Linked DNA regions of Mus musculus: regions 2, 3 and 4 are each linked to region 1. The links are chromatin contacts, called in public ChIA-PET, HiCAR-type and HiChIP or PLAC-seq maps. All regions are on one chromosome and are shown on one strand. Each heading gives the region's core, a stretch centred on a gene start, on an enhancer-like site or on the middle of the called end of the contact. The rest is flanking DNA. Distances are from core to core; before and after follow the strand shown. Region 1 overlaps Gm33104 (predicted gene, 33104). Region 2 has its middle 21 kb from the start of Gm51814. Region 3 overlaps Gm51814 (predicted gene, 51814). Region 4 has its middle 20 kb from the start of Tnfaip3.

What was found. ChIA-PET counts read pairs in DNA pulled down with a chosen protein or histone mark. HiCAR-type assays count read pairs that join an accessible place to other places. HiChIP or PLAC-seq counts read pairs in DNA pulled down with a chosen protein or histone mark.
Region 2: a contact with region 1 is called in an RNA polymerase II ChIA-PET map of effector CD8 T cells, with 8 read pairs. The contact joins two enhancer-like sites. A contact is called at or near these places in 1 of 484 Hi-C or Micro-C datasets (memory CD8 T cells) and 2 of 115 datasets of contacts at active chromatin or transcription factors (effector CD8 T cells and microglia).
Region 3: a contact with region 1 is called in an H3K27ac HiChIP or PLAC-seq map of microglia, with 5 times the contacts expected there. The contact joins two enhancer-like sites. A contact is called at or near these places in 6 of 484 Hi-C or Micro-C datasets (CD4 T cells, CD8 T cells, memory CD8 T cells and 2 more), 7 of 115 datasets of contacts at active chromatin or transcription factors (CD8 T cells, double positive thymocytes, effector CD8 T cells and 3 more) and 1 of 9 other capture datasets (macrophages).
Region 4: a contact with region 1 is called in a HiCAR-type map of Th17 cells, with 4 times the contacts expected there. The contact joins two enhancer-like sites. A contact is called at or near these places in 8 of 484 Hi-C or Micro-C datasets (B cells, CD8 T cells, the G1E-ER4 cell line and 4 more), 4 of 115 datasets of contacts at active chromatin or transcription factors (Th17 cells, large pre-B cells, memory CD8 T cells and 1 more) and 1 of 9 other capture datasets (adipose tissue).

Annotation. Positions count from the first base shown.
Region 1 is chr10:19,500,869-19,507,989 of GRCm38.p6, forward strand. Gm33104 (predicted gene, 33104) reads left to right here. Exons shown (of 4, transcript NR_152784.1): 3 at 5,172-5,388; 4 at 5,923-6,450. Among named protein-coding and RNA genes, the nearest start is that of Gm33104, 18 kb to the left of the region's middle. Within about 2 kb of position 5,348, at least 81 of the 459 cell types and tissues checked have an H3K27ac peak or open chromatin away from gene starts, as enhancers often do. A contact at or near this core is called in CD8 T cells, Th17 cells, effector CD8 T cells and 2 more, where this site is marked.
Region 2 is chr10:19,038,499-19,045,843 of GRCm38.p6, forward strand. No RefSeq gene overlaps it. Among named protein-coding and RNA genes, the nearest start is that of Gm51814, 21 kb to the right of the region's middle. Within about 2 kb of position 5,578, at least 133 of the 459 cell types and tissues checked have an H3K27ac peak or open chromatin away from gene starts, as enhancers often do. A contact at or near this core is called in effector CD8 T cells, memory CD8 T cells and microglia, where this site is marked.
Region 3 is chr10:19,067,006-19,074,278 of GRCm38.p6, forward strand. Gm51814 (predicted gene, 51814) reads left to right here. Exons shown (of 4, transcript NR_168594.1): 4 at 2,201-2,354. Among named protein-coding and RNA genes, the nearest start is that of Gm51814, 7.9 kb to the left of the region's middle. Within about 2 kb of position 1,591, at least 55 of the 459 cell types and tissues checked have an H3K27ac peak or open chromatin away from gene starts, as enhancers often do. A contact at or near this core is called in CD8 T cells, memory CD8 T cells and microglia, where this site is marked.
Region 4 is chr10:18,992,214-18,998,803 of GRCm38.p6, forward strand. No RefSeq gene overlaps it. Among named protein-coding and RNA genes, the nearest start is that of Tnfaip3, 20 kb to the right of the region's middle. Within about 2 kb of position 4,323, at least 44 of the 459 cell types and tissues checked have an H3K27ac peak or open chromatin away from gene starts, as enhancers often do. A contact at or near this core is called in CD8 T cells and Th17 cells, where this site is marked.

The DNA of each region.
Region 1 (7,121 bases), core at 4,098-6,597:
TTTTGACTACTTATTAATCATGTATATCCTAGTGTTCCCATAATATTATAATGGAATAAAGAATTGTCTGTAATCTAATGACACTGTTAGGCATCAAAGTGCACAATGCACTACCAGTCATAAAAAAGTGTGTCCTAGTCAGTTATTATATAGTATTAATGACTAACCACGTGACAGGTTTATGTATTTACCTCTTATCATTATTTTAGAATATCCCTCCTATTTTTAAAAAGAACAATTTACTGCCAAACACTATGCCATGGAAAGCTGGCATCAGTCTTACAGCTCTGGTTTACCAAGAGTCTTAATTGCATCATTTTATCTATACTTGACTTAACCTCAGATGGCTTCTTTCTCATGACCCAGGACAGACAGACAGACAGACAGACAGACAGACACACACACACACACACACACACACACACTACTTATATATAATCGTTGCAGCTCTTTAGTTTCTATTCCCTCTTTATCCAACACTCAATTGAAATAAATATTTTTGTAAAATTGTGGCGATACACAAAGTTTCTTGGGAACTGTGGTAGTCCGAATATGATTGGCTAATGGGAAGTGATACTACTAGGAGGTATGGCCTTGTTGGAAAAGGTATAGCTTTGTTGGTGGAAGTGTGTCACTGTGTAGTCAGGCTTTGAGATCTCCTAGTGCTCAAGCTCTAGTGTGTGTGTGTGTGTGTGTGTGTGTGTGTGTGTGTGTATTCTTGGCTGCCTTCAGAAGAGAGTTAGTCACCTCCTTGCAGCCTTCGGATCAAGATATAGAATTCTCAGCTCCTCCAGCACCATGTCTGCTTGCATGCTACCATGCTTCCTGCCATGGTGATAATGGACTGAATGACTGAAAGTGTAAGCCAGCCCCAATTACCTCTTGTTCTTTATAAGAGTTGCCTTGGTCACGGTATCTCTTCACAGCAATGAAATCCTAACTAAGACAGTGACCTAAGGAAGAAACATGTGGAAGCAGAAAGCAACTCACACAACATAATCAACAGCACTGGAGGTGTTCTCAGAGTACGCCTTATTATGCCACCCAGCCCTAATCTTTTCTTTGAGTCTGAGATGACATAATACTTCATTTTATACAATAGAGCTCCAATGCTTTGTGTTATCTGTTTTATGGCATCAAACTTCTTTTCACAGACACTTAGAAGCTCCTTAAAGACAGAAACCTCATCATATCTGCTGTGGGGGACGCTGGTTTGTGACTGAAAGAAAAACAGTAAGAAGTTCATAAATGTTGGAAATTGGCCCACACAAATCCCACACTCGTGTGAACGTGCCCATCTTCTATAGAGCCATTACCAACTTGAAGATACAAACTAATGTTTATCCATATTTGACTCCTCACTTTACACCAAAGTGGCTTTTAATTTCAATGACCTAGCTTTGAATTTTTATCCATTCCCACATAGAAAATTATATTTTGTAAACACTGGGGAATGCACAATGCTTCTTAAAAACCTGATGGATACATTGTTTCAACTTGAATGTGTGTAATGCCATATGGCCCTAGGGACCAATCTCTCAAAGAGATGTTCTCCCAGTGCAAGTTACATTCCTCAAGCTCAACCTCCAGGAATATCTCTCAAGGGCACTCCTAGCTACTCAAAGAGCTACTTATTGATGAATGAATCCCCATGCTAAAAAAAGTAATGATGGATTAAACGTGCAGAGCCTATTCTGCCTTTGTGGCCTAGAGCCTTTCTTCAGACCCCCTTATCAGTAAGTAAGAACTATTATGTGTGACATAATCTGGTAATAAGACACATTTTTTTGCCAGCATTCTCTCTGCTCACACCAAAATGTGTACTATACACTATATAAAATATGTATTTACATGAGTTTAAAAAGAGCACTTTCTCTTCCAAGCCAACTCTTCCAAATGGGGTGACGCTGCACATAGTCTCATGCAAGCCCCACCTCGGCCTCCTTTATCAAATGGCTCTAACTTATGACCAGAGGAGCCACCAGCCTCTACCCTTGCAAGAGACAAAAGCAATAGGTATATAACTAATGGGAAGGTAAATTAACTTTGTTTATTTTCTGGGTAAAATTAATCAATTTTACCACATTTTTATGTTATTTGGAGTTTGGCCAATGTCAATTCCATCTGTAATATTTCCATTCCAAGACTCAGCCAATCTGTGTGTTTTGTCTCATCTTCTCTCTGCAATCTGTGGGCTTTTCATTGCTATTAGCTGAGCTTCCCAGGAAGCGAGGATGTGCAGCAGCCAGAACAGTTGGTGTAATGCACCAGAGGGCAGATGAACGCAACCCACCAAACATACATCAGGGTTTACTCAATCCAAGGCGCTGTTTTACGTGAAGATGTGAAAATGAGCCAGATACAAGCCCCACCTCAAGCCCTCAAACTGGTTCAAACTGGTTCAAGAGCCACCCAGAGACAAATCTCTAACAAAAGTCAGACTATGCCAACTGTCCCCATCAACTAAAAAAGCAAAAGAGAAAAGAAATGAATACACTGACCAGAGGATGTCAGAACCTCACAGGTGAGTTACTGCTTCAGATGTAACCAGGACTTCAGATCTAGGACAAAACAATCTCAGTGTCCAAAGAAGACCTAGTTATTACATTAAAGTCAGCAACAGGTAAATCTAGTTTTAGGTTCAGAAACTGATATGACTTTGAAGTTTCAGAAATAGTAAAAAACTTTAACCCAGGACTTTTGATTCCATATAGAGTTATCAGGCATTCTACTATAAACAGAATTTTCTTTGCCATAAATGGTTATGATTGGGAAGAAAGAAAGAGAGAGAGAGAGAGAGAGAGAGAGAGAGAGAGAGAGAGAGAGAGAGAGAGAGAGGAAGAAAGAGAGAGAGAGAGGAAGGAAGGAAGGAAGAAAGGAGAGAGAGAGAAAGAGAGAGAGAGGAAGGAAGGAAGGAAGGAAGGAAGAAAGAGAGAGGGAGAGAGAAAGAGAGAGAGAGAGAGGAAGGAAGGAAGGAAGGAAGGAAGGAAGAGAGAGGGAGAGAGAAAGAGAGAGAGAGAGAAGAGGGAGAGAGGGAAGGAAAAAGAAAGGAACTTCACGGTCTAGGTAGACAGCTAACTGAGGCACCCCCAGCTCTCCTGAGCCCCTCTTCCCCTGAGATTCAGTCTGAGCTCACAGCCCTGCCCTACTCTTCAACAACAGCTCCTCCCCACCCTCATTGCATTTCCTCCTTTTGTAGTTTCTGGCAGTCATTGGGCAGGAGAAAGCCCCCAACATGAAAGATCCCTAAGGACTGGTGTCTTTCCTTTTGACTCACTGATGAGCTCCAGTATTCCCTGGGAACAAATGTAAACGTCATCTAGACATTTCCACCCATTGCTCTTTCAGCAGCTGAATTTTTTTATTTAAATCAGCTCATCTGGGTCCTGAGTAGCCTGGCTGTCTTAACACTGCCCTAACCAACGTCCACAGAGTTCATGTGCATGAGAGGCACCACATAGACATTTTCAGTTCCGTTCTCAGAGTTCCATCTAGACAAGCCTTCTTTATAAACATGTGCAGTAAAAGCCCCAGATCCTGGGGTCTCAATGAGGGTAGGTTCAGCTGTATGTTCTAATGGCCAAAGAAAGCAGTAGGAAGGCAGGAAGGAGCTTAATTCTACAGGGCTGTATCAGCAAGAGGAGGGTGACTGCATAACTTACTATCTGTCTTCAAGGAGCTGACAAGGACTTTGAGGTTTTACACAAAGAACAAAGACAAAGAGGGGGTTGAGGAGCCGATAGAGCAGAGCCTTGGTCTGGCCACTGGGTTGATTGCTATCTCAGGTCTGGTTCTTCGAGGTTCAACTAGCTCAGGGGAAATCGTTAGCATGTTGGCTGCCATGCAACGAAGAACAGTTTCACCTTAGGGTGACCTAGTGCCCAGCTCTCCATTCCTAGAAATGACTCCCAACTCATCAGGAAAGCAGCACCTCAGAGAGGCAAGGCAGAGTCAGACACAAAGTGGAACTCGGTCACTGTCTGGGCTTGCCTTCAATCGTAATTGTTTTTAAAAGTCCTCCAGAGGAGGAAAAGTAAATTTCAAAGATTCACAAGGAAAGAAACCACAGGGGTCACCATGATGGAGCAAAACTGAAACAGTCCTCTGAGTTTTTTTAATTCACTTAGAACTTTTACAGAGTGTCTGCTGAACACCAGTTCAAGTGCTGGTCTAGCTCAGATAGAATCCAGATACTCTATTTTACATTCATTCTCTCTCTCTCTCTCTCTCTCTCTCTCTCTCTCTCTCTCTCGGTGTGTGTGTGTGTGTGTGTGTGTGTGTGTGTGTGTGTGTGTGTAGATCACAGCTACCCAAAGATTTGAAGAATGAGAAGATTTTTTAACACCAGAAACACTTTTAATAAGAATCCCCCGTACTTCCAAAAAGTAGTTCTTTGGATATTCATGGTGCTTTCTATCTCATTCCTTGTCCCTCTCCTCTCTCTTTTAAAGTATGCAATTTATTGGTTTTAAGCAAGGACACTCAGACAGATGACACCCTAAAATATGTTTTTGACTTCAACCTACTAAGTGTTAGAGGAGCTACAAATGCAAGGATCACCTTCCCCAGGAGTTCTCTCTTCTACCCAAATAGCAGATCTGTCAAGGAAGAAGCTATCTTTGGTCCTCTTATTGAAGCCTTATTAACCAAGCAAGATGAAATCTAAACCATATGAGAGAATGAAAATTAAACAGCATCTCCAGGGCCCAGAGACGGGAGCAAACTCTCCCTTCTGTAACTTGCTTTTTGGTCATGGTATTTCATCATGGCAACAACAACAAAAATTATCTAATATAAATCAATGAACTGATCAGATGATAAACAGATGATTGATAGATAGATAGATAGATAGATAGATAGATAGATAGATAGATGATAGATAGATAGATGATAGATAGATATATAGATAGATAGATGATAGATAGATGATAGATAGATAGATAGATAGATAGATAGATAGATAGATAGATAGATAGATAGATAGATCGACAGATAGATAGATAGATAGGAAAGATACCCACAGTCTGGGCCCTGTAGAGAGGCTCATATATTTCTTACTTAAGTACATGACAGAACATCAGTGAAGTTGGAAAGTATCTTATAATGAATTGAAACCTCCGGCAAACTTCAAAAGTTAAAATGAAACCTGTTTTTCTCTTTCCAACTCCCAGGCAACTTGCTCCCTAATGTGGGACTATCTGCTCCTCGCCGGCCTGCTATTGTGTGTCACTTAACAAGCGTCCAGGCTTGTCACCATGCCTCACATTGACATCTGTCAGCACCCTCAGTCCCTTACATCATTCATAACCAACAGACGTCCTTGTGGTTTCACACTGACCCAGCCCAATTCTTAGTAAAACCGCTTCCAGTTGACACTGGTGCTGAATGGTAAGAAGTCAGAACAGAACACAAACAAACCAACATCAAGGTGTAATTGATGCTCTCACTAGCTGATGAGGAGAAAAATCTTGATATAGCATTCTCATTGTAGGATTTCCAAAACTCTGTTGAAAATAGTCATGATTTCTTCCTGGAAAGGAATAGAAAGGCTCTAGATGTCTTGTGGAGTCAGCATGATGTGACACTTACAGGTTCTACTTATTTGGAGACAGTAGAAATCAGAGAGAAGGAGAAAGGGAAAGAGGGAGAGAGGGAGGGAGGGAGAGAGGAGGAAGGAGGGAAGAGGAAGAGGAACAGAGAGAGGAGAGCCCATAAGCTTGCCAAATCTCAGCTTTCCTTCCCCTTTCCTCTGTGCCTGCCCAAACCAGCTTTAGCCTGAATAACATTTGAGACCTGGCTTCTGGGAGCCCTGCCCTAAGCTGTTATGTAATTGCAGGGTGTCCTGGCTGGGAAGCAAGGGTGCTTCAGGCTTTCTGCTAACTCCAAAGTCCCATTTATTTCTGGTCCTGTTCTCCTCTCCAGGAAGAAACACACCAGGTCCTTTAGCTGTTAGAAACTCTGGAATCTCTCTGTGGATCTCTTCTCCCTTTGATGCTGAGCAGTTTGATCCTTCTCCTGACCTCTGAACTCCAACCCTTGGAAGAACTTGTCCCCCTTTCTAATCACCTTCTTCTGTACATCTTCAACATTTTCCTTCCAAACCATACATCCCTGTGAGGAGTGGGTGTGGCAGCAGTCTCAAGATGGCACCCGGGACTGCAGCCAAGTCTTATGACTTGCACCTGACTTCCTCATACACCTGAAAATAAGCCACGACCATCGCGAGAACTGCGCAGGTGCACCATGATGCAAGATCGGACCATATGACGAGTGATGATTCTGGTCAATGAACTGTTGTTACGTGGACTGGGCTGATGGGGTGTGGTTGAGAGGATATATAAGGGATTGCGATTGGGGGTGGGTTGTTGTTTTTTCCTGGAGAGATTGATTTCTGGAGAGAGATTCATGCATGATGTTGAAAGGTTCCTGAATAAACTGCTTTGAGAAGTACGTAGTGTCGCTCTTTTCTGCTGGTTGGAATAGGAGGCGACACATCCCATATAATTAAAGGCCTTAGAGTGTGGGAGTCTCTTTTCACATTTAAAGAAACACTGTTTATTTGAGACAGGGTCTGCTGTAGCTATGGCTGGCCACAAACGTACTACAGGGACAAAGACGACCTTGGACTTCTGATCCCCCTGCCCTCACCTCCTAGATTCTGAAGGTAAATCCAGGATTGCAGGCACGCATGCTCTGTCGAGCCCGTTTTATATACTGCTGAGGATCAACCCAAGGCTTTGTGGGTGCCCCATGCCAAGAACCCCCTTCTAGTGATCCAACTGTGGCAAATAGTGCTTAGCAAAGTGTGCTTATCCTTTCTTGTTACCAGTTCTGCTTCAAAGCATCACAAACTCTTATTTGTCCACCAGTGTAGCAACAGAAGAGCCGATGCTGAGAACAGGAGGCACTGAGGGGCAGCGAGGGGGCAGGGTCTCCTTGGGGAGCTTGTAGAAGGCCATGCATGCTATCAGGAAAGCATTGCTTTGCTTCCAGTGAGATGTAAAAGCACTGAGTGCTTTGTAGCAGATACATGACCAATCTGTTCTAGGTTTACCAGCGGCTGAGCTCTGATTTGCAGTTGACTCAGGCCAGGACAACAGCACAGCTCAAAGGAGATGCCA
Region 2 (7,345 bases), core at 4,328-6,827, 460 kb before region 1:
CGTCTTCACTCAGAACTCCTGGCAACTGGAGCAGGGGCAGTCTCTGACTCCGCTGCCTGACTCTGGGCCCCTTTCCCCTGGCTGGACTGCCTTGTCTAGGCTCAGTGGTGGGTAGTGGGAGAGGGCCCTGGTTCTACTGCAGCTTAATGTGCTGGATGGGTTGGTATCCACGGGAGGACTCCCCTTCTCTGAAAGAAAGACAGAGGAGGATAGGGAGAGGGGAGGTGGAAAGGAGAGACTGGGAGAAGGGGAGGCTGCCATCAGGAAGTGGAGTTGCTAAATAGATTAATAAAAATAATAATAAACAAAACAATAACAGTAAAAAATCAAAACAAAAAACTAAAACAAAACCAAGTCTACAAATTTTCCTATTCCTGGATCCATATTCCAGACTGTAAGAGCATGTTTTCAGAGCTGGAGAGGTGGCTCAGAGGTTAAACACCTATATTGTTCTTCCAGAGGATCCAAGTTTGACTTCCCAGCACCCATATGAGGTGGGTGACAAACACCTGTAACTCCAACTGCAGGGGAGTTGATACCTTTGGCCTCCACAACCATCTGAATACATGTGGCAAACTACACACACACACACACACACACACACACACACACATGCACATATGCACACCCACATGCACACAGAGCTAAAAAAAAATTAAATCTTTTAAAAGTAAAGCTTCAGTAGCATAAATAGTATGCTAAAGAAAGGCATCCTCTCACCATTGACATGAACATACATAATAGGGATTATCTCTGTTTTTCTGGTTGCTTCTACTGGCCAGTCCTCCTATCAGTTCTCTTACAAACATCTGCCTTTCATCTGGTGTGCTTTTCCTTTGTCACCCAGCCTTCATAGAACCCCTAAAGCAATCTTCCTGGAATACCAGTTTAAAACATCTTGTAACTCTTTTTTTTTTTTTTATAAATCTGTGATTGCTAAATTTTGGAAAGATTATGAAGAAAGTATACTATCTAAAACTACATAGATGGTCTATCTGTTGTAAATGTTTCCTGTGCAAGCCAACGACCAGAGTTCCATCCCTGGAACCCGTGTTGGAATGAGAGGACCACCTCGTGAAAGTTGTTCTCTAGTCTCTACAATGTACCATTTCACATGGACAAACACACACACACACACACACACACACACACACACAATATTAACAAATACAATTATTTCATACTCTTATGAGTCTCATTTTGAAAATTCCCTTTAGTGACAACTAAACCAAGTTATTGACTTCTCCTACTGACACCTTGTGTACAAGTATAATGTACTCTCAGCCTAAGTTCACACCTTGATTCTCCATTTACTCTGTTATAGCCAAATGGCTTATTGTTACATATATTCATCTCTCTATCTAGAGCCTAGATTCTATACCATTCAGTTTTCTAATTGCATTGTGTTGCACAAAATGACAATATGCATATATGATATACATGCATACATACATACATACATACATACATTCATGAATAACAGGATCTTGCTGTGATCCAGGCTGGACTTAGACTTGCAATTTCTTGCTTCAGCTTCCTGAATGTTGAGATTACAGGTATAAATTGATGTAGGACTAGATATATGGAATTAATTTTAAAATCATTTCCTTAAAGCTTTAATCTTCAATAAAGTTTGTAACTCAGAAAACTGAGGCCAAAGTTCCTATCTTTATATGCAGCCTACATTGGTATTGTAGCCTACCCTGAATTTACAACTACTCCACAATGCAGCTCAAGTTTCTGTAGATCTGTTTGTCATTGTGTGCTGTGTCAGTGCGTGCTTTCCCAGAGCAGTCACTACAGAGATCTGTCTACCCAGTGTGCCACTGTCTTTCAATTTTCCAACATCAGTAGCTTCCAGGGTCCAGGGTCCAGAGTCCAGGATCTAGAAAATGGAAAATGCTTGGCTCTGCCACTCTTTCTGCTGTTGGTGTCAAATCTGTGGCAAGTAGAAAAACCAGCAGCTGTGTGGACTGTGATGATGATCGCTGCTCTTTCTCTTTCTACTCTCTTATGTACAATTCTACTTCATTAGGATGCCATGTTCCCCGAGTCAGCCCGCTTGTACTCAACTTTCTACTATGATAGAGAAGGCATCCATCTCCAAAAAATGAGCTGTGTTTGCTACTTTCTTCCCCTGCATCTGATCTTGGGCTGCTCACACTCCCTAGCTGCAATCTTATCAAATGGAGCAAGAATGGCCATCTATTTTATTACAGTAGTTACTATCTGGCTGACACCCATCCCTTACACAGCCATGGCTATTAGGATATTTGTATATTAAGGATGCACATTTAAAATACATTTTAAGATTCTTGTCAACTGTCTCCTGAGAGGCTTCATCTAGCAGCAGATGGAAGCAGATGCAGAGACCAGAAGCCAAACATCTGGCAGAGCTTGATCATCAGGAGTCTTGTGGAAAAGGATTGAGGGATCAAAGACACCACAAGAAGACCTACAGAGCCAACTAACCTGGATCCATGGGGGCTTTCAGAGACAAAACCACCATCCAAAGAACACACAGGGGCTGGACCTAGGTCTCCTACATATTTGAAGCAGATGTACAGCTTGGTCTTTATGTGGGTCCTATAACAATTGGAGCAGGGCCTGTCCCTGCCTCTGTTGCTTGCTATGGGATCCCCTTCCCCTAGCTCCTCTCAGTGGGAGAGGATACACTTAGTCCTGCTGAATTGTGCCCAGGAGAGGCTTCCCCTTCTCTAAGGAGAATGGGGAAGGGTAATGGGGAAAGGCATTTGTAAGGGTGGAACTGGGAGGAGAGGAGAATGGTAGCTAAAATTAGGATATAAAGTGATATATAGATAAATCAATGGGAACAAGATTCTTGTCGAGTCATTTTGTTGTGATTTTTTTTTTTTAATTCTAGAAATTTATTAGAAAACCAATACATTTCTGAAGGGGACAGTTTTGATGTTAAAGTTTGATTCCCCAGTTGGTTCTTGATTTATCAATAAAGAAGGCTGGGGGCAGGGGCGGGGCAATTTCTGGGTGGAAGGCACAGGCAGGACTTCCATGTCCCAGGAGGAAGGAGAGAGGAGCTTTCTGCCATAATTTGGAGGAAGAACACAACAACCATGTGAGGTCTTGGTTGTGGTGGTAGTGGTGGTGGAGCTCTGGTGCCTGTGGCCTCTGTTACAGGTGGGTGGCCCAGACGTTTGGCAGGGGCTAGGTAGGACTAGCCACTGATGTTTAGGGCAAGTGGAGAGACAGAGATAATAAACTGGTAAGAGCACGCCTTTTCAGGCAGGAGATAGTAGCATCCAGCAATTGTGCCTAGAAGGCAAGTTATAAAGTAACAAACCGCGTGTGTGTGTGTGTGTGTGTGTGTGTGTGTTCCTCAGATTCAGGGGAGCTGGAAGAGGATTGGTAGCATGATCACTTCTCAGAGCAAAGAGGAGTGGAACAAAAAGGAAGCCGGGTGGGGGCTCCAGAGGGTGGCCAATCCCGGGACAAAAAGTTGTAGAGCAAAACGACATGCAACACATTTCTAGTTCAGTTGCTCTATTATTATGTAACTATAGTATAGCAGCAGTGTTGTGTACTAACTGAGCTATTCTTAAAAAAAAAAAAGAAATCTAATAGTATTTCATCATTTTACTTTTATAAGAAACTGTACTTCAGGCTTCAAATAGTCAAAAGTTAATAATTTTTAGACAGTCAGTGATACACATTAATATTTTAACTTCCTTATATGCACACATTTGTTTTTATAGCCTGAGAATGGATGAGACTGAAGAAAACAAGTACATAAAGTGATAAGAAATATACTCCTTAGTGTCATTATATTTATCCAACTAAACATAGCCAGTGTTGTAGACGTGGCTTGGTGGTACAGTGCTTTTCTAACATGTGAGTGGCCCTGGGTGTGATTGAAGCAACACACACACATGCACACACACATATACACATACACACATACATGTGCAAACACGTGCACACACATGCACAAAGGTGCATGCGCACACACACATACACACAGACACACACATGCAATACACACACACACACACAGGTGTACACACACATACATACACACACACACACACATGCATACACATGTCATCTCTCTACAAACAACTTTTCTGTCTACTCATCATATGCTTCTCAACGTTCTTAGAGAATCTTTAAACATATGTACATTTTAGCATGATATATATTTAGTCACATGTCTATTACTCCACTTAACTATAATTTCCTTAAAGGTAAGGATTAAGGTTCTGTCTTTTATAAGTCCATGCGTACTACTAGTTCAACAACAGCACAGTGGTACAGGCAAAGCACTTGGCTAGTTATGGAAAGCATACAAATAAAACAATGTGTAAATTTCTTCACGTAGTAAGAAAGTAGTAACCTGGAGTAGTGAATTTACACACGCAGGGCTTTAGTTAGGATCATCAGTGTTTTTCCACAGACCCAGTGTTAGCTGCTTAGTCCCTGAGCAGCACCATTGATCACTGAGCCTCTGTGATGTGACGCGTAGTAGGAAGCCATAAGATCACTGAGGATATAGACCGTGCTCCCCTTTCTCTGCCTTTCCTTTCTGGATGGTGAAGGGAGTGGTTTTGCTCGGTTGTACACTCCAGCCACCACTTGATACTTCCACAGTCCCAAAGCAATAGTGAGAACTAAATGTGGCCAAAGCCACAAAAGCTGTGAGCCAGGACAACTTTTCTCTTTGTGAGTTAATTGCCTCAGGGGTGTCACTAGAGTGAGATCTGACTAATGCAGCCAGGCACCAACATACAGGAATGTCACCCATAATACATGAAAACTTCCACGTGGAAAACAACCTCTTTCAAGGCAGGCATATATCTTCTGAGTCTGTAGGACTGCGAACGTGAGATTTTTTATTTCCTTGGGTATATTCTCTGACTCCAGACATCAGGCATATTCCGTGACTCAAGATTTTGTTTGGTTTTGCTTTTTAGGTTTTCTTGATAAAATCACTTTCTCTTTCCAAAGTTCTAACAGTTCTGACAATGGACATAGCTTTTCACAGAAGCTTAAGCATTTTGACTACCTAGGGTGGCATGGACTAGTGTTCTGGCAGGCATTCAGACTACAAAATTCAGTGGTTTTGCCACCATACATGTATAATGTTATGTAAATGAGACTCCAAGAGGGAAAATGTAGAGAAGTGCAGGACAGGGCTTTGTAGCATGTAATTTTTGCTACCCTGCTTTAAGCTCTGGGTGGACTGTGTTATCAGCCCCACCCAGGTTCTCTTGGATCCTCGGATGAAACACACACACACACACACACACGCTTATTTTTCAACCTGCCTTATTGGCTCAGTTGCTGGGTGCTTCTAATCTCCCATGGCTAGATTGCCTTTTCCAATACTCTTAGCACCCTAAATCTGCCCTCAGCTTTAGTTCCTACCCCAGGCCCAGTTGGGGAAGTAGCTAATGGCCACTTCACCCTAGATCTCACATGGCTGATGGCCTTTTCTCCCTCTGAAGCATGGCAAAATCTCTCTTCCTCTCATTGCATATCTTTAGCTTCTACTGCAGGGGACATGGAAGTCCCGCCTCTTTCCTTCTGCCCAGCAATTGGCCCCTGGCATCTTTATTGATAGATCAAGAACCAATTGGGAAACAGGATTTTACCACCAAGAGCCACTCCCTACAGGACTTAAAGAGAAAATCACTGTGAGAGAACGACATCAATCAGACAAGCTGAGTAGTACACACTGGAACACAGTGAATCAATTAGGTCAGCCTCCTTGATGATACAAATTAGCAAGGCCTGTTTGTGAACAGTAGAGATTGTTAGAATTCTTTCAAATCAGAAAATTGAACTAACTCTTGTAATGCATGCGCTCTCTCTCTGTCTCTGTCTCTGTCTCTCTCGCTCTGTCTCTCTCTCTCTCTCTCTCTCTCTCTCTCTCTCTCTCTCTCTCTCTCTCTCTCTCTCTCTCTCTCTCTCTCTCTCTCTCTCTCTCTCTCTCTCGATAAGGTCTTTTACTGAACTCAGAGCTTACCAACTGGATAGACAGGTCAGGCAGCAAGAGACCTCCTGTCTCTACCAACCAGTTTTCAGATTACAACTGAGGTCCTCATGCTGGTATAACAAACATTTAACAGAGCAAACCATCTGACAAGGCAGATTTTTATTCTTATAAGTAGGCAAGTTTAGGAAATACTAAATGGGTTCATTTTAACTCCTGATATCAAATTTAGTCCTAAAAGTTTCACAAATCCCTCTACTTACAATCCCAGCTTCCCCATACTGATGCCCACAGAGTTTACTCTCTCTTTTTTCACCAATCCTTCTCTCTCAGGATCCCTCTTTTCCTCTACTTCCTTCCCCTCCCCCCCCCTCTTTTCTTTCCTCCTTTCAAATTCCTGCCCCCTCTTTGTCCAGAATTCGCTCAGTTCAGTGTTTTATGAGGAGTCCGGGGAGTCCTGCCCTGCAAGTGGAGGTAAAGGCAGCAGAAGCCACAGGTGCTGCAGGTCACTACTTGATGTCACTCATGAATTTACGAACATACAGAGGTGATTTCGGTATATTACCTAACTATATCACCAGGTGAGTTTGTTTGCTTTTTACATGCTGATCAAATAAAGTCGGATCATAAAGCCGAGCTGTTCAATTCCCTTCAGAAAGTCCCTAGTCCTTCCACTTGGGAATTTTGAATCTGAAAAGTTCGAGCATTTTCTATGTGATTTTCTTTCTAAAAATACAACTTGCGTGAAGCCTGGTACTATTTTCACTTTGTGCACTCAGCATGATAAGCAGCACCTGGGGAAGTGTTGCTTGTATCAACTCTAACCTTAGGCCTCTGTTGCTCTGAGCAGTACTCTTGGCATTTTCAGAGAGACTCCTTCCTGGTCCTGACCGTTCTGTTGCCTCTTAAGGTTTAAACATATGGGTTGAAGGTAAGTACATTGTATTATCTAGGTGCCAGGCACTCTATTTGTTGCATGATCAGCATATGGATTTGTGCCTCTACCTGAAATAGGTTGTTAAAAAATAAATATGCAACCACACATAACAGCTGATACTGAAGAAATATTTGGATGAGATGAAGACGTCACTCATCCCTGACCATCTCATACATGCTGAAGATAGAACAGAGTATTAAGAGGGACATGATACCCCATGCAGTACTTAAAATTCCTGTGACTATAGTATGGACTTGTCTGCTGAATAGTAGGATATCTGAAGGAAAAGACCTTGCTTTGACAGATCATTAATATTTCTTAGCACAAGGTGGCACACAATAAGTGTGTGTAAATGTTTATGAAACTTGACTCTAACTAAGACATGCCTCTGGTTAATTTTGAACCCCACACTAGAATAATCCATCCTTGTTGTAGTTGAA
Region 3 (7,273 bases), core at 341-2,840, 440 kb before region 1:
CTCTAAACTTTGTGGTTTTTTTTGGTGTTGACTTACTCCTAAGTCATACTTCCTTTGCAGTTCCTAGCTGCCTCTTACTCTTTATCTTGTTAGTCAATATGGTAGAAGGGACATAGGGACTTTATCTTACATTCCAAACAAATAGCTTGAGACTAACTCCATTACAGCCACGATAGCATGAGGTACGTAATGTACTGATGGCTTACGATAACTGAGATACAATCACATGGAGCCCTGAACAGGAAAGAGAAACATAGAAAATACATGTTTACTTCACTCGTCGAGAACCAAGAGGAAGGTTGATGGTGATAAGCAACAAGAATCTCTTCCATTCTATCTTTATTTCAAGCAGTTAGGCACAAATATGGGTTATGCTCATTGGGCAAATATGAGATCTCCTAAGGATCAGAGAAGTCATCTCTTAAAAAGATTCAGGAAACCAACAGTATGCTGACCTCAAAGAAACTGGTGTCACTCTGCTTGTTCTGTTGGGGTGATTTTCTGGGGAGTTAAAAAACTAAGCAGCCATTCACTTCTTAGTTCTTTCTCTGTACAGAACACACCAGACATTGATACTTCTGTGTCTCTGGAGGCTTATTTCAAGTCCCAGAAACAAGCCCAGTGTCCTTAAGCTGTGGAATGGGGTGCCTCCCCTGCCCTTCCTCAGCCCTGTATTGCTCTTACTAACCTAGAAACAACCCCAATCGAATCCTCATTGGATTTGTAGCACAATGTCAGGGACAGCCTACATAAGAGGTAGGAGGTGATACTGTTTCCTAGGTTATACACTAAATAGCCAGAACACCAGCAAGTATCATTCCCTCTGCAGAACTGAGTGGGTAGCAACAGGAGTATAAAAATAAATTGTAAAAGACCTGTTCCCACTGCTCCTCAATCTTGTGCTTAGAGGCAACTACTATTAAAATGAGCCCGTTGGCTTCCAGTCACTCTTTCTATGTAAACACACGTGTACATGTTCTTGGTCTTTCTCACACACTTTGGAATTATTTTAAAGGACTATATTGTGAACATTATTCTCTGAGTCAAGGATTATCTTTCCTCCTTTTCCTGTCAGAGGCATATTGTACTTTAACACAGTATCTTTTTGCTGATAGAAGCCTCTTGGTTGTTGGGTGCTCTTACATGTATATCCATCTATATGTTTCAAAGTATATCTGAAAACTAAGTCCTACCATTTGTAATTGCTGGACCAAACTATATGCCTTGAAATTTTCAAACACTTGGTTCTGATTGCACTTCCACTCCTAAGGGTTGGTGTGAATATTTCCTAACTCTTTGGAGTTGAGTTAAAAAGACATGATTGTTAAATCTCCTTTTAGCATTCACAGATCCCAATTCTAAGATTCTCATCTCTTCTGCACGGTGGCTTCTTGAGGCTAATTTTTATTTTAGATTATTGAAATGAGCTCTCTATTTAGTAGTGAGTCAGAAAGAGAATGTCTGAAAATGAAAAGGAAAGTGCAACTGAAAACGATCACACACTTCCTGTAACTATCAAGAGGGGTAGTGGGTCATGCCAGTAATACCACTGCAATCCCAGTACTCAGAAGCGAGAGGTTCGGGATGGACTGATTTCACATCATAAAAAAAAGAGTGAAAGTGAAAGTTGGACTGAACAGGGTCAGTGAGCACAGGTGTTTGATCTGAAAGTGTAAGTTGCTATGGAGACACAGGAATTCTCTGTAATGAATGGGGGGGGTACATTAACCCCACCCGTAACCTTTGAATCAGTTTGTGTTATCAGCTGTTTGAGTCAGAGAAGAAAGATGGCTCAACCTGCCCAATCCTTAGCTGGAGATCCTACCAGGAAAATTCAGGGTGCTGCGGAAGTTTGTAGGTGAACAGCGTGGTGGGTTTCTCCCTTTGAGTGAAGGTTGAAGTCTAGTATTTACCTTGTTCGTAGTCTAGTTCTGGGAGCTAGTTCTCTGGAGTTATACCCAATGTATAAGAAATTGCTCTCACCTTGTTGTTTTGGGAAAGTCTTGCTAGATATTTCTGATTGGTCTGATAATATGTACCCCAAAGTTAAACTTGCAACAATCCTCCTGCCTCAGTGTTGAAGTTACTGGTTTATTTCATTTTGCCTAGGTTAGTTGGTTCTGATTTAATTGAAAGTTTCATGTGCATTTTCTTTTAAATTCAGCTGATGGTGTTGATATTTCTTTCTTTCTATGAATAGCTGATTCAGCCCTAAAGACACCACCGAATTCTATCAGAAATTCAGAAATGATTAAGATGTGGAGCCTTCCTAAGTGAAAGTCAGCAGACTATCTTAGAAAAGTTCATACAAGACAATTGCTGTAACTTCGCCTTAATAAAATGTTTGAACTTTTCTATTTAATTTAATGATATTTATGGAGCCTCACCCTCTGTTCCCAAAATATCTTAACTTTTATGAAATGAGAACTTGAAGAGGCTGTGTATGCCACAAAGTCTTGGGTAAGGAATATAAAAGTAGAAATGTTTTATTCAAACAGTATAGATAAAAACACTATAAACACACATCAAAATTTCTTCACTACAGAACTGGGTGTGGTGGTCATTTCTGAAATCTCAGCATTGGAAGACTGAGGTAGGCCTATCACTGAAATTTCATGGCCAGCCAGAGTGAGACTCTGTTGGAAAAAAAATGTTTTTTTCCTTCAAAATAAGACACTGAGAATAGCATCAGGGAAACTACGATGCTGTGCACATCCTTTCCTTTTGAGGTTGAAGGGTCTGAGCGAAAGTCCTGATTGCCACACTTCTTTCTCCAACATCAACTTGTAATATTGCCCAATTCAAACATATTACAATAAAGGAGTAATAATGCATCTTATTTTGTTACTATAAATTTTGCTGTTAATATAGTGATGTATTATATTTTATTATTATTATCTTCTAAAAGCCCATTCTTTTCTAAGGAGGGACAGAAAGGGAGTGGGTTCAGTGGGAGGGGAGGTGGGGAAGAGCTTGGAGGAGGAGAGTAAGGGGAAATCATAACCATGAGCTATTATGTGAGAAAAAAAATCTATTTTCAGTAAAAGAAAGAAGTAGAAAGTGAAGTTTTATCAGAAAAAGTACGTAATGCATCCATACAGCACAAAGTGACTCATTAGACGTATGTGATCTGGAATTCAAAAGGAGCTAGTGTGACGGCAAAGGTCAAAAGTTAAAACGGCCAAGCTTCGTCATGCTAGTTCATGCTTTATCGTTTGCTTTTCTCTTTCTTTTTAAAATCTATTTTTAATTTTATTTTTTCATTTATTTATTTATTCACATTATAGATCACAGAGTGCCCCTCATCTCCTCCCAGTCCCACCCTCCCACCCCTTTCTCTCCTTCCTTCTCCCCTTCTAGTCAGAGAAGAGGAGCCCCCACCCCGTGGGTACCAACCCACCATGCTACATCAAGTCCCATCAAGACTAAGTGCATTCTCTCCCACTGAGGCCAGACAAGGTAGTACAGCCAGAGAAAAGGGAGCCAAAGGCACTTTATGGCTAATATCCACTTATATGGTCTATATGAGTACATACCATATGTGTATTTCCACTTATATGGTCTATATGAGTACATACCATATGTGTGTTTCTGGGTCTGGAGTTTTTCAATCAGGGTGATATTTTTGAGTTCCATACATTTGCCTGCAAAGTTCATGATGCCCTTGTTTATTTGCTTTTTTAAATTATTATTTTTATTTATTTTACTTTATGTATATGAGTACACTGTAGCTGTATAGATGGTTGTGAGCCTTCATGTGGTTGTTGGGAATTGACTTTTTTAGGACCTCTGCTCTGGTCAGCCCTGCTCACTCAGTCCGCGCTGGCTCTGGCCCAAAGATTTATTATTATAATTTAGTACATTGTAGCTGTCTTCAGATGCACAAGACGAGGGCATCAGATTTCATTACAGGTGGTTGTGAGCCACCGTGTGGTTGCTGAGATTTGAACTCAGGACCTACTGCTCTCTTTGGTAGAGCAGTCAGTGCTCTTAACTGCTGAGCCATCTCTCCAGCCTCAATGTCCTTGTTTTTAATACCTGAATAGTATTCCATCTTGTAAATGTACCACATTTCCTTTATCAATTCTTCAGTTGAGGGACATCTGGGATGTTTCAAGTTTCTGGCTTTTATGAATAAAGCTACCATGAACATAGTTGATCAAGTGTCTTTGTGGCGTGGTGGAGCATCTTTTAGGTATATGTCCAGGAGTGGTAGAGCTTGGTCTTGAGATAGAACTATTCCCAAATTTCTGAGAAATGGCCAGATTGATTTCCAAAGTGGTTATACAGTTGTTACCTGAGTTTTTGATCTTGACTATTCTGATGGGTATAAGAGCCACTTTGATTTCCATTTCCCTGATAACTAAGGATATTTAACATTCCTTTAAGTGTTTCTTAGCCATTAAGAGATTTGTCTGTGAAAATAGAGGGAGAAAACAAGATATTCCATAACAAAACCAAATTTAAACAATATCTGTCCGCAATCCAGCCTTACATAATATACTAGAAGGAAAATTGGGTTATTTGGGTTGTTAGTGTTTGATTTCTTGATTTCTTTATATGTTTTGGATATCAGTCCTGTGTCGGGTTGGTGAAGATCTCCTACTATATAGGCCACACTTTTATCCTTTTATCCTATTTGCCTTACAGAAACCTTTCAATTTCATGAGGTCCCATTTACTAATTGCTAATCTCAGTGCCTAAGCTGTTGGTGTTCTGTTTAAGAAGTTGTCATCTGTACATATGGGTTCAAGGCTATTCCACACTTTCTCTTCTATTAGATATACTGCACCTGGTTGAGGTATTTGATTTTCTTGGATTTGAGTTTTGTGCAGGGTGATAGATATGGATCTATGTGCATTCTTCTACACGCAGACACTCAGTTAGACCAGCACTGTTTGTTGATGATGCTTTCTGTTTCCATTGCATAGTTTTGGCTTCTTTGTTAAAAAAAAATCAAGTCCATAGGTGTGTGTGTTTATTTCTGGGTCTTGAATTCAATTCCATTGATCAACCTGTCTGCTTTTATGCCAACATCATGCGATTTCTAATACTATTGCTTTGTAGTCTTGACTTGAAATTAGGAATGGTAATACCTCCAGAGGTTCATTTTTTTGTTCAGAATTGTTTTTGCTATCCCATGATTTTTTTATTTTTCTATATGAAGTTGAAAATTGCTCTTTCAAGGGCTGTAAAAAATTGTATTGGAATTTTGATGAGGAATGCAATGGATCTGTAGATTGCTTTGGATAAGATTCATCAAATTTTTTGCTATGTTAATTTGCCTGATCCCTGAGCGTGGGAGACCTTTTTATCTTCTGATGTCTACTTCAAATTTTTCTTCAGAGACGTGAAGTTCTTGTTATACAGGTCTTCCACTTATTTAGTTAGAATTGCACCAAGATATTTTATATTATTTGTGTCTATTGTGAAGTGTGTTATTTCCCTGAATTCTTTCTCAGACTGTTTACCATTTGTATAAAGGAGAGCTAATGATTTTTTTTTTAGTTAATTTTATATCTAGCCAGTTTGCTGAAGATGTTTATCAGCTGTAGGAGTTCACTGGTAGAATTTTAGGGGTCACTTATGTAGACTATCATATCATCTGTAAATAGTAATGCTTTGACTTTCCCCTTTCCTGTTTGAAACCCCCTGATCTCCTTTAGTTGTCTTATTGCTCTGGCTAGAACTTCAAGTACTATATTGAATAGACGTGGAGAGAGAAGACAGCTTTGTCTAGTCCCTGAATGTAGTTGAATCGCTTTAAGTTTCTCTCCATTTCATTTGGTATTGACTATTGGTTTGCTATAGATTGCCTTTTTTGTAATTAAGTATGAAACCTATATCCATGATCCAAGATTTTGTCATGAAGGGGGCTCGGATTTTGTCAAAGGCTATTTTAGCATCTAATAAAGTGATTATGTGAGGTTTTTCCTTTCAGTTTATTTGGTGGATTTCATTGATGTGTTTTCATATGTTGAACCATCCCTGCATCCCTGGGATGACCCCTTTCTTGTTCACGGTAGATGATGTTTTTGATCTATTCTTGGATTCAGCTTGTGAGTACTTTATTGGATATTTTTGCATCAATGCTTATAAGGGAAATTAGTCTGAAATTCTTTGTTGAGTCTTTGTGTGGTTTAGGTATCAGGGTGACTGTACCCTCATAGAAAGAGTTTTGCAATGTTCCTTGTATTTCTATTTTGTGGAATATTTTGAAGAGTGATGGTTTTAGCTCTGTGATCTTTACTAGAATTCTGGGCTAAAATCGTCTGGCCCTGGGCTTCCCCCCACCCTCACCCCTGCCTGCTTGGAAGACTTTTAATGACAGCTTTTATTTCTTTAGGGGTTATAGGATTATTTAAATTGTTAATCTTGATTTAACTTTGGTAAGTGGAACCTATCAAGGAAATTGTCCATTTCCTTTAGATTTTCCAATTGTTGAGTTTAGGCTTTTGAAGTAAGACCTAGTATTGATTCTTTGGATTGCCTCAGTGTCTGTTGTTATATCCCCCCTTTCATTTCTGATTTTGTGATTTGTATATTGCTTCTCTGCCTTTTAATTGGTTTGGCTAAGGGTGTCTATCTTGTCGATTTTCTCAAAGAACCAGCTCTTGGTTTTATGGATTCTTTGTATTATTCTCTTTGTTTCTAATTTATTTATTTCATCCCTGGGTTTGATTATTTCCTGCTATCTACTCCTCTTGGGTGTGTTTGCTTCTTTTTGTTCTAGAGCTTTTAGGTGTGTTTTTAAATTGCTATTATGAGATTTCCCCAATCCCTTTATGAAGGCACTTAGTGTGATGAACTTTTCTCTTAGCACTGCTTTCATTGTGTCCCATGAGTTTGGATTTGTTGTGAGTTCATTTACATTGAAGCGTACAAAGAATGTTGCAGTCCAGCTTTAATCCATGGTGGTCTGAGAAGGTAAAAAGGGGTTATTTCCATTTTCTTGTATCTGTTGAGATTTGCTTTGTGCTTGATTATATGGTCAATTTTGGAGAAGGTTCGGTGAGATGCTGAGAAGAAGGTATATTCTTTTGTGTTTGGGTGAAATGTTCTGTAGATATCTGTTAGGTCCATTTGATTCATAATGTCCGTTAGTTTCATTATTTCTCTGTTTATTTTTTGTCGATCTGTCCATTGGTGAGAGTGGGGTGTTGAAATCTCTCACAATTAATGTGTGGGGTTCAATATTTGATTTAAGCTTTAGTAAAGTTTATTTTACAAATGTGGGTACCCTTGAATTTAGGGCATAGTTGCTCAAAATTGT
Region 4 (6,590 bases), core at 3,073-5,572, 510 kb before region 1:
ATTGTTCTCATATCCACTGGCACATGTTCTGACAGACTATTTTAATGTACCTAGTATATTTATTCAAATATGTGACCTTACATTGTCTTTTTCTTAAAAGCAGAAAATTCTAATGATGGTGAATGCAAATAATTCCATCACGTCAGAGTCTGAGGAGAGAGGAATGCTGAATTCAAGGCCAGTCTCTACATAGTAAGTTCTAGTCCAGCCAGGGCTACATAGAAAAATCCTGTCTCAAAGAAACAAAAGCAAGCAAATAAACCAAATATTAAATCCTACTTAGAGAACAAAAGGGGAGCAAAGTTATGTAGATGAAAGATTTCTAATCTTCAAGTTGAATAGGCCCAACATATGTTTATGATTCTTCAAGGGACCCGTGCAGCTTATATACCTTGTGTCAGTGGTGCAGATCTTGTGGAGTCAGAATTCTTTGTGTCAAGAAATTCCTCTTCCCTCTAGGAAACATGTCCTGGCATTTTAGTTTTTATTGTTGCCATTGTAAAAATGACCAACCATTTTAAATATCTATTTGTTAAATACTATTATTAGGTATTAGTGTCTACCAGCAGCAGTTTTACCTCCCGGCCTGTTTTGGTTATGGGAAAGCTGGATGTCTTAGACTCAGATAACATCAGCCTCCTGATTGAAACACTTCTCCATATTGACTACATAAACATCAAACTGCAATCATGAGACAGAAAACACCATAAACAACTAGTAACTATCCAATGAAGACTTCTTGTCACTTCAGAGTACTGACTTTGAAAATATTAAGCTTACTGACATCTTCAGATCTTCAAGGAAGGCTCACCTCACCTCCAGCTAGCCAGGTTATATTTGAGTGCTCTGTGCTTATGTGTAAGAAAATCTAAAGTTCAAACTGATTGAAGTTTATATTCAAAAGACGGTCATGAGAAATGTGAAGTGTTAGTATTTCTTGTGTTCTGACTCACTCCCCTGGAAAAAATTATAAAACTGGAGTTTACAGAGCAATGTTGTATATATTTGTGAAACTAATATTCAACTACATGCTAATTAGTTTCACCGCCATTGACTGGTTGGAACGAGGAGGTGTGGAACATCCAAGACCTGAAGGTTTTTGAGGGGCAAGCCCTCTAGTGAGATCCGTCTCCCTCAAACCTGAGCAAAATTTCAATGAATCAGTGGAAAATATTTAAAATGAGAGCTGTTTTGAAGCAGCAGTCGGTGGGGTGGACAATGAAAGAGTTTTATTTTAATTTCTTTGTTATCTCAGAACAAAAAATCCTTTGCTTTGTTTTGAGGATTATTTACTTCTTTGCTTTTGAGACAATATTTTAGCTACCCCAGGCTGTCCTTGAGCTCCTGGTGATCTTGAATTTCTCATCACTGGCCTTCATCCCCAAAGTGTTGGGATTACAGGCAAGCACCGCCAGACCCAGTTCATATGGTGGTGAGGGTTGAACCCTGGACTCTGCTGTGCTGGGCAAAAACTCCATTACCTAAATTCTACCCTCTCTCAAGTGTCTTAGCATCAAGAAACTCTGCTTGTGGTTGCTGCACTTTCTTAAGACACACACGTGCTCCTTCCTGATTCCTGCATAGGCTGACAGTAGCCAATTGTACTTCTTAGTATAAAAAACTAACAGTGTTGGTGAGATGGCTTATCAAGTGAAGACCATTGCCACCAAGCCCGATGGCTAGAGTGTAATCACCAGAATTCACATGATGGAAAAAGATAAAAATACAAGGTTGCCCACTGATCTCCACATAAACACCAGTGGCGTGTGAGTGGGTTTCCCTTTACTGACAGGATAAGTTGTATATACACATGCACAAACACATAGTCTCACACACACACATACACACATAAACACACACAAAGCCTCACAGTCACACAGACACACACAGACACATACACACACATCATATATGTTCATACCATTGATTCGGTTCTCTAGAGAACCCCCTGCCTCATACACACACAGACTTGCCTGGAACTCATAACTTCCTACCTCAGTCTCTTGTGTAATGCAGTTACGGATGTGTATGCCACCATGCCAAGTTCAGAGGACTTTGCACAGTGCCAACATGGGCATTCTCATCCTTGGCTTGGGATGGCACTTGTAGACTTCAGATATTTTCCTTTCACAATCCAGTGAATCTAACATGCACCCAGGGTTTGGACTCACTAGTTCTCATGGAAGCAAGTAAAGTTTGTTGTATACAGTGGCAGGGCACACCTGAGAGATTTATATATTAAAGCTATTCTCTTCTTATTATTAACTAAACTCGTGAGTTAAAGTTAGTAGTTTGGGAAAGCTTTAGCATTTGTTAGAATGAATCCCATGACATACCAAGTTTTAAATACTTTTACATTTGATGATAATTGATTGAAAATCTGGAAAGTTCCTGGAAGGCCCTTGGTCCTTAGTCTAGGCTGGAAGTCTGGAGATACTGGTTCTGGTATCAGTGAGGGCATGAACAGCATCAGCAACAGAGTAAATTAAGATGGAAGGCCAAGGGGGCCAAAGGCCAGACATCTTCCTTCTGCCACACCCTTTTACCGGGATTGCTCCCAGGTGCCACCCAAGTGGGAGTGGGGAGGGGGGAGCATCCAACATCAATTAAGGCAACCAATCAGGATAATTCTTCAGTTGAAGATTCTCACTGAGGTGATTCTAATTTGTAGCAAGTCGATAGTAAAATTAATCATAAAAAGTGTGTTGTGTGTATGTGTGTGTGTGTGTACTTACAGTTGTATGGAGGTCAGAGGACACACAGTACAATCAGTTCTCTCCTTTTTCCTTTAGGTGGTTACAGAGGATCTACCTCAGGTCACCAGGTTTGTGAGAGAAGTGCCTTCACCCACGGAACCTTTTTTCTGCCTCCCTAATATGTTCTCTAAAATATTTATTAGACAAGAAATCAGAAGTGCAGAGGCGTGAGACAAGTTGCTCAAGGCTGAGTAACTGCAGGTAACAGGTCCAGGAAGACAAAGGTTTCTGTTAGAAAACATCAGGCTCTTCCTGGGATGTTTGGAGTTCCTGTCTTCTATGACGTCAACTAGTCTAGAAAATGTAAAGGAACCTTGATTTTCTCCATCAGAGGGGTTCAAAGCTGGAAACAATTTGTTTGGGTAATATTTTTTTAAAGGTTTAGTTCAGTGTGTGTGTGTGTGTGTGTGTGTTTTCAAGTGTCACTGGAGGCCAGAATAGGGCCCTGGAGCTGAACTTCAGGCAGTCAAGAGTCACCAATATGGGTGCTGGGAACTAAAACTGAGTTTGCAAGGACTCTCAACTGTCAAGCCGTCTCCTCAGCCTCTGCTTGGTTAATATTTAAGGAAACTGAAAAAAGAAAAAAACTGGTTTCCAGGTAGTAAAACATTGGCCTAACATATGGGAGGCCCAACCCTCAAGACCAGGAAAAACAAATCTGGTTTCCAACTTTAAGCACGTGTACAACAACGGGGCTTTTAGGTGAAACTCTGTACCCGCGTGAAGGAACAGAGTGGCTTGCCTGAGTAGAGCCACTCACAGTTACTCACATGACAGTGACTGCTCACATGACAGTGACCCACTGTTGATGCTGAGGAACAGAGAGTAGCACTGCCAGCTTGCATATCAATCACAAACCCAATATAATTTATCTCACGCGTTTAAGATCAAAATGTAAATGTAAAGATGTCTCATTTTTCTTCTTACACCACTTAGTGTGTATACCCCTGAGCTTTAGGCCTATGCGTGAGGCCAGCATTTAGTAGTCTTAGCTTAAGGAAACTATGAGCAGGTAAAGTTATAATAAGTAAGGGAGGGCTGACAAAGAGGAAAAAGAAAGTAAGAAGACAGAAAAACACTCAAGCTCAGGCTAAAGTCCAGGACAGAGGGCAGGGAAGGGTTTGAGATCCGTTCCACAAGTGTTGAATGTGGGAGTAGAGGGAAATATAGAAGTGACTAGGAGAGGGTCGTACCCCCTCAAGCATGGAAAAAGTCAGACATTGAATATTGTGAGCCCCATTTGGGCAGCATGTTACCCTGTGTCGTGTAAAGATGGCATTCAGCCGCAGTAGGAGTGAACTTCTGGGAACTAAAGAAACAATACCTCTTTCTACCCAAGTTTTGGGGCTGACGCCTTTTGGGGAAATATTTTCTTTACAGCTTTGATAAGGTCAGGGGTCCCCACTTTAAAATAAAAATAAATTTACCTATAACATGAAATGGTGACCCAAACAATCCCCAGAGGTTCACCCACTTCAGATGGAAGCCCTCCTCTAACCAAGTCCTTGGTGCCCTTCTAAACCCTCTCTGTGCCCCTGTCTGGATGCCATCCTCTGAGTCAGAGGTTAAGTATGTCACTTCCTACTTTAGAAATCCTTGTGAGTTATGGTCAGATGTTAGTGTTCATCATGCTGACTGAAGAATTGTAATTTATCATGCTGGGTGAGAAATAGGAGAAAGAATGGAGGAGAGAGTCCTTTGAGAGTTTATGATCTCCTGGGTAAATAGTCACACTGCACAGATAGGATGGGTTGCAACAGGATACCAACTACCATCACTGAGCCACAAATAGCAAGTATAGAAGAGAAGGCTCAAATTAACTGTGCCACAAGAAATCAAGTGTCCAGATCCAGAACGAGGGGTATTCTGTAGAATAACTGTCACAGGCTAGGCCTGGTGGCACATACTATAATCATAGCACTTGGAAGACAGGGTCAGGAAAACAGCCATGAGTTCAAGGCCAACTTTGTTATACCAATTTCCTAGTGCTACATAAGCAAGACCCTGTCTCAAAAACATAACACAAAACAAAGTCAGAGCCAACTCAAACCTCAAGCATCTCGCTAGTTCTAACAAATTGATAGTATGTAAAAGTAAAACGGAATATTAGAGAATAAAAAAGCATTAGGAAAAATAATCAGAAGTACTAAGGCTTTGTTTTGTGTAGTGGATAATTTGAAAATTAAAATCTAGCAATACATCTCATAATGGAATATCTTGATTAATGACCCAGGATGGTGGTACCATAAAATTATATCACATGTTAATGTGACAGCCACTTTTGTTTCTGTGTGAACACTCTGACAGTCACACAATGATGAGACCAATCAGTGACACAGTTCTTAGAATACATTTCTCAAAAACAAACAAACAAACAAACAAACAAACAAAAAACCCAAACAAAACCCAACCCATTATACCCAGACCTCCTACGGATTGTATCACAAGGAACTGTAAAGTGATTAAGCTAGAGATGGAAAGGTGGTTATATAGGAGCACATTTTTATGAATCTGAGATGGACACCAAAATGCCTGTGGTTGTGAAGTCATATAACTGGAGTCTGCCTTCAAGCAGTCCATCCAATAGTTTGAAGCATAAGAAACTAGTTTAACAAAATGTTGCTACATGGGAGTTCATTGAATTTTTATAAGTTCTCATAAGCTAAAAGTATTTTTAGGATAATTTTCTCAAAGTCATGGTTCTAAAATCTGGGCAATGGTCAGGATTACTTTAGGAACTCAGGCAGTGGTCCTGGCTCAGTTTCCCATGGATGATACATTTGGAGAGGGTGGGAGCAGAGGCCACACTCCATGGTTCCTCCCTAAGTAGGCTAAAGAAATGAAAAAAATGTCTTCAAGGCAAATCAAAAAATATACTACAATCTTACCCCAACTTTGTGTCTTGGAGCTGTCCATAAAGAAATTATCTGACTTACCTTGTTTGCTAATAGGTACTTTTCTCATTACTGTGTAGGGAAGGTGCTCATATTGAATTGGTTCTTGATTTGGTCAATAAAGGAGACTGGAGCCAAATAGGTGAAAGGGACAGGTATAACTTCTAGGTCCCAGGAGGAAAAGGAGATGCAGGGAAAGAGAAGGGACTTTGGAACAAGAAGCACACAGCTATCATGTAAGATCTAGGGGAAGCTAGAACCAGCGGCCTTTGCCAGCGGCCTTTGCCACCGGAGGACAGCCAAGGAGGTCAGCGGAGGCTGGGTGATACAGGCTAGCTCATAAGTTTAGGGCATGAGATTCTGTGCCCAGTAACTGACCATTGGGTCAGGCCGATGATGGTGGTTTAGTGATGCTAAGCCTGGAGGAACAAAAGAGAAGCCATAAGTGGGGCAGGCAGCAGGCAGCTGATCTCGGAGCTTAGCTGGGAAGGGCCAGAGCACGAGCAGCAGTCACAGGCAAAGGTGGGAGAGATGTCTTTAAAATTACACACAACATTACTGTGACCAAATATCTACCAACCAGCAACTTAAGGACTGAAGAGTTTATTTTGGCTTACAGTCTGGGGGACTACAGTCTACATGGCAGGGAAGTCACGGTGGTGGGAGCATGAGGCAACTGGTCACAATCTGCAGTTAGAAAGCAAAGGAGATGAATGCTGGTGCTTAGCTTCTCATTTTCTCCTTTTTATTCAGTTCAGGACCCTAGTCCACAGATGCTCCACCCACCTTTTACTTAACCCAACCTAGAAATCCCTCCCTCACAGACATGATGAGATATTTGCCTCCTAAATAATTCTAGATCCTATCAAGTTGAAAATCAGTGTGAAGCATCATATTCCCCTCTTAAATGATGTCCTGCTCCATGCCTGCAAGCGAGGAA